Regions from separate parts of the Anas platyrhynchos genome. Here region 2 is linked to region 1. A link is a contact called in public Hi-C data. All regions are on one chromosome and are shown on one strand. Each heading gives the region's core, a stretch centred on a gene start, on an enhancer-like site or on the middle of the called end of the contact. The rest is flanking DNA. Distances are from core to core; before and after follow the strand shown.

The links. Hi-C and Micro-C count contacts between places; a contact is called where the count stands out from the background.
Region 2: a contact with region 1 is called in a Hi-C map of subcutaneous adipose tissue, with 4 times the contacts expected there. The contact joins the promoter of ARVCF here to the promoter of TXNRD2 in region 1. A contact is called at or near these places in 2 of 8 Hi-C or Micro-C datasets (skeletal muscle and subcutaneous adipose tissue).

What each region holds. Positions count from the first base shown.
Region 1 is chr16:10,730,618-10,733,317 of IASCAAS_PekinDuck_T2T, forward strand. It overlaps TXNRD2 (thioredoxin reductase 2), which reads right to left and starts at 1,311. Exons shown (of 17, transcript XM_072024640.1): 1 at 1,160-1,311; 2 at 1-41. The coding sequence starts at 1,235. It overlaps COMT (catechol-O-methyltransferase), which reads left to right and starts at 425. Exons shown (of 5, transcript XM_005024379.6): 1 at 425-559.
Region 2 is chr16:11,038,467-11,041,166 of IASCAAS_PekinDuck_T2T, forward strand. ARVCF (ARVCF delta catenin family member) reads right to left here and starts at 1,362. Exons shown (of 18, transcript XM_072024632.1): 1 at 1,344-1,362; 2 at 663-721. It overlaps TANGO2 (transport and golgi organization 2 homolog), which reads left to right and starts at 1,701. Exons shown (of 9, transcript XM_038187385.2): 1 at 1,701-1,993.

The DNA.
Region 1 (2,700 bases), core at 61-2,560:
AGATCCTCCACCGATTACCAGAAGATCATACTCAGGCTTTCCTGTGAAGATGTGAGAAATGTAGGAATAGTAACAGACAAGAAAGGCAAGGTATGTTAAAAGGCAAATAGAAAATGGTATGCTTTTTTTTTTTTCACAACTGATTATTGTTGATTTGTGTTTCCTTTACTAGAGCACTGTTTCCTCAGCGTCCCAAAGCACTTTCCAAAAATGATGAAAACTGATGAGGCTGGTTTTATAAATGAAACGCAGGAAATAAAGCAATCCAACAATGGAAAATAATTACATTTTACACAATGTCCTGTGAAGCTCTTCCTGCATACTTTGACAGCTGCAGCTGGAGTCTGGTACGGGCCTTCCCTTCCTGCGTTACCGCAGCAGTTTCTACCCCTACATTTCTCAGCAGTCACCTTATCGCTCTCGAAAGCTTCAGCTGCAACTCAGGACTCGCAGAGGCGTGGTGAGGCTGAGGGCAGCTGGCCCCTTCTGCCACCTCGGCCTCCCCACAGCTCTGCCCATTCTAACGGAGAGGCTTGGAGGCGGTGGAAGAAATGCCAAGGTGAGACAGAACTTTCTGAGCGAGGGCAGGAGGGCTTCCAAAGAGCTGCCAGCGGCTCGGGGAGGGCAGCCAAGCCCACAGCAGCCTCGAAGCCCCTAAGCCGCTGTGTGTTGGGCGCAGGGTGGAGACCGCTCTGAGCGGTGCAGCCCCCCGGGGACGGCTGGCAGCCCCCCGTCACGGCGGGGTCAGCCTAAAGCGAAGCCCTGGTGGTCTCCTGTACCGCCTCGGGACCTCCCCAACAAACCGCAGCGCAGGGGGCAGGCGGCCTCGCCTGCTTCACAGCCACCTGCGGCCGCAGGGCTCCCAGAAGGACCTCCCTCAGGAGGACGGCAGCCGGGAGCGCCGGGGGGCGGCTCCGGCAGCCCCTGAGGATGGCAGCAGCCCGACAGCCGCCCCGGCCGGGCCGCTGAGGGGGCAGAGCGGCGCCTCAGGGGGGCGGCGGCGGCGGCCCCGGCTGTCGGCAGCAGCCCCTCAGGTAAGGCGCTCGCGGGCCTCTCGTGCCTCACACCGGGTGGCGGGGGGAGCGGAGCGGAGCGGGCCGCCCGCTGCCCGCCGCGAGAACCGAGGCAGAGGCGCGGCCTCCGCGCGGCCGCCCCGTACCTGAGAGGGCTCGCGCCGTACGGCACAGCCCCGCCGCGCCCGGGAGACGCCGCCGCCTCCACCACAGCGCCGCCATGCTGTACGGCAACGCTGGGCGGCAACGGGCCGCCCCGCCGCGCCGCGCCAGGACCCCGCGGAGGCGGCCGAGCAGCGCCTGAGCGGAGGGCGCTGATGGCGGTGCCCTGGCGAGCAGCCCTGAGGGGAGCCTGCTGCTCCCCTACCCGTGGGGCGCCCGCTCTGCTCGCCCCCGAGCTCCGGCTTCTTCAGCCGCTGCGAGAGCTGCAGTTTTTTTTTTTTTTTTTTTTTTTTAGCAGGTGGACACCGGCTCCAGTTAGAGTTAAAATCGAACTTTTTTGGAAAGGGGGGAAAAAACACACAGTGCTTTTCTTGCCTGGCTTGCCGTTAACATAAAGCTGCAGAGGAGGGTCAGGGAAGGTTTTTAGGAAGGAAAAGGAGCACAGCTGCCCAGAGCCGTTACCAATACCCAAAGTCCTGTTTTCTCCTCTGAAGCTGTGCGTCCCTTGTGCATGAGGGGTGCGGGTTGTCAGAACCGCTTCCACAGGTGCCTCAGGTGCTGTACACAAAGTTAAAGCCCCCTGAGAAAGCAGTGTGAATAAAGTCCTTCCCTCCCACGAGGCATTACAGTCAAGTTGTCGTGTTGGCTCAGGTTCCCGTGACTGAAGCGCTTCCAGCGTTGTGAGCAGGAGCGAGGGACTCCTGGCTGACCTCAGCCAAAATGGTGGGGCTGGGCCCACACCACATGTCAGTGAGGGAGACCAGCACCAACAGCTTTAGTGCAAGGTTTAACAGCGACAGGGCAAATGTCCACACAGCACAGCCTGTCAGAGCACCACCAGACTTCGCAGGCTTTGGATGACCCTTTTGGTGCCCCACATCTTCTGTTGGTTAAACAGGGGTGAAGCTGCTGACCTGCTTCAGATGGGAGTTATTAATGCTTGTAATGTATTTTGACAGCCCAAGGTAAAAGGTTTCATAGTAGGTGTTGAGCAAAACCATACCACAGGGAACAAGGTTGTTCTCTGTCAGAAGTGTTGGCTGTTGGTCTGTATTGCAGCATATTAGTAGCTCTACCTGCTGCTGTACAAAGTGGGTCGCATATAATAAATATCACCATGGTCAAATCAATTTAGGACAAAGAAATCAGCTCCTTCCTCTTAGGGAGAAGGAGCTGGTGACAGAAAACAGTTTTAGGCAGTTGTGTTCAGCTGGCTTTGGAGTAAGGGCTTGTCTCACAAGGGGGCAGCATCTAACCATTTTGTACCAGAAACATCCATCTGATCCATAGTCCAGGGGAAGTGGCAGTACATGCTCAAAAGAAACTTTTTGTATAACTAGTATCACCTCCTAGTGTAGGTCAGATAATTATATTTTTTTCCTCTCAGTTAATGTTTGCAAATACATGAAACGGGAGTTACTAACGGTCGATGAGTTGTCCAGTATCACTGCTGGAAATAAAAGGCTGAAAACCTTGTATTCTACAGCAGTACAATCAATAAATCACTAAAGATACTCCTTACCCA
Region 2 (2,700 bases), core at 112-2,611, 310 kb after region 1:
GCCTAAAGCACAACAGTAGACAGTAAAAAGCTAAGTATACGTTGTAAGAATTCCTCCTTCCATATACACAAACAAGTGCCTGCATTAAAAAAAAAAAAAAAAGAGAGATAGTCTTTGCTACATGTATGCTCGAACCGAACATTTGAGAGAGTTGTTCAAGTTTTGAAACCATTAGATTTTAATCATTCCCAGCAGTACTGCAGAGAAAATGAAAAGAAGAAAAAAAATCTAACTTTGGCTCTTAACTTTGTAACGGATTTCATATTTGTGAAGAAATAGGTTAGTTCTGTTTGGTCTTTGCTATAAAGAGACTCATCCCCTATGCATGCCACAAATAACCTGAGCAATGACTTCCCTCCATGACAAGAACTGGCCATCATATTGCAGGATTAACACAATGTTGGTTTGTTTAGGAGTTGCTTCTGTGTGTGGTTAGCATATGTAATTTTTTAGCTTTTCGCATACATCAACTCCTCCTTGCGTATCTCACCATGAACTGATGAAGGCTGTTAAACCCTGAAGAGCAATCTTTAGCAAACAAAGAAGACCGGTCTGCAACCGTGATGTACAATCATCCCAAACGTACTACACCCTCCGAGAACCTCTCACAGCAAATAGCCTGGCAACCTCACCCATTTCCCCAATCCCACCGCTCTGCTCACCATCTCCTCCGTCTTCTCCTATTCCTCTGTCTTCAGCCTATTTTCCTTGCCTCTGCCGGCTTCGCGGTATCACAGGGAGGCGGGTGTACCAAAAAAAAAAAAAAAAAAAAAAAAAAAAAGAACTCTTCAATAAAACACTCGGCAGCCGCTGGGCAGCACATCAACAACGAGCCCCTCGCCCTCCTCCTCTGCCGGCTGCCGTCTCCCGGAGCTCCCCGCCCGCCGCTCGCCGCTCCCGCCCCCCCCAGCCCCGCGGGCTCCCGGCCCCGCGCATCCTCCGCGGGGAGCTGCGGGGCTGCGCCAGCCCCCGCCGCCTCCTCACCGCCGGGCGGCTTTCCCCCCCCGCCGCCACGTTCCCGGTTACAAAGGGTGCCCGGGACCGTCTGTATCGGGGGGGAGGACTCGGTGACCCTCTCCCCGCGTTGCCTTATGCTCTGACTGCTCTTGGCACCGTTGTTGCAGCAGCCGGGGGGGGGATCTCCCCTCGCACGGGGCCCCCGCTGCCGCCCCCCCGCCGCCTCAGGGGGATCCCCGGGGCGAGGCCGCGGGCTCAGCCTCAGGGGAGGCCGGGCGGGAGCGGGCCGCGCCCTCCCCTCAGGCCGCACCGGTGCCGTCTCCTCAACTCTTTTTTTTTTTTTTTTTTTTTTTTAAAGCCGGGCACGGTCGTTCTTCAACATTCACACTTGGGGGAAGGGAAGGATCCGTGCGCCCCCCCCCCGCCGCCACCACACGGCGGCCAGCGGAGGGCAGCAGCGCGGCCGCTCGCTCCCCTCAGCGGTGCCCGCCCGCGACCGCCTCACGGAGCAGCGGGTTCCTCCCGCGCCGCCAATTTTCTGATTGGACGGCGCCTTCGCGATCGCGCCCAGCAACCGCAACCTCATTGGTGCGTTCCCGCCCAGTCCCGCCCCTCTGGCTGGACGCTCCGAAGCCCATTGGCTGGTGGGGCTGTCCGTCCGAGCGGGGCCGGGCGTGTGGCAGGGAACCCGCTGGCCGCCTGCGGTGCCCCGCGGCTGCTGCGCGGTGACTGCCCCCGGGCTCCCGTGGGATAAACCGCGGGGATGTGCCCCTGAAGGGCCCGGGTCACGCCCTGCCACCTCCCCCGTCCTTTCTTTATGTTCCTCGTTTCATTATTTCTAGCGTCTTTGCCCTCTGTCCGAACTGGATGCCAGAGATGGGGCTGCCTTGCAGGACTGCCCTCATCAGGGCTGTGGGCAAAGTGCATCGCTCCCCTGCCTCCCCGAGATACCCCCTATTTGAGATTTAAAAGGGTTGCATTAGTCCCATTTACCACAGCGTTACCCTGAGCGGTCCTGCTGAAGCTTTTATATGTGGTAAGAGCTGCATTATTTTCTGAAGTACTTGCCAAGTTATCCATAGCCCTGCATGCTTTGTTTCCAGATGTATTTTGTTCACATTCTTTTATATTGAAATATATTTTACTGGGTTGGTGTGAGTTAAATCAGGTACATCATAGATTCTGTAGCAAGATCAGCAATGTGAGCTACCAATTTAGCTACTAAGCCACAAAATTTACAGATTTTACCCATAAAGATCTTACATTACCACCTACACATGCAGAATGCTCTGTCCGAGCCATTGATGTCCCCACCTAAGCAAATAATTTTTGAGAGCTCCAAATTAAAAGATATTTAACCATTTAAGGTATGCTTTATGGGTTCCACACATATATTCCAGCACTTACAAGATGGCACAAAGTTTTGAGACAAATGTCAGAACTATTTCTCTTTTAGCTCTTCAGACTTAGGACATTTGTACGAACTTTTCGCTAAGCATCTTTTTTTTTTTAATTATTTTTAATGCTTTCTAGAGATTGTGTGCTGACACCTAGTACCACTATCTTCACTAAAAGTACTTAAAATGGACACAGAATCACCACCTACTTGAGATCGGACTCTTCTAGTTTGACAAACAGGAGCTATACTGACATGCTCTAAGCAGGTCTACAAGGGACAACGTTACCTGGGTTGCTGTATTTAGAACAAAATAGACATGGGAAATAGAAAGAAGGGTCTGAACG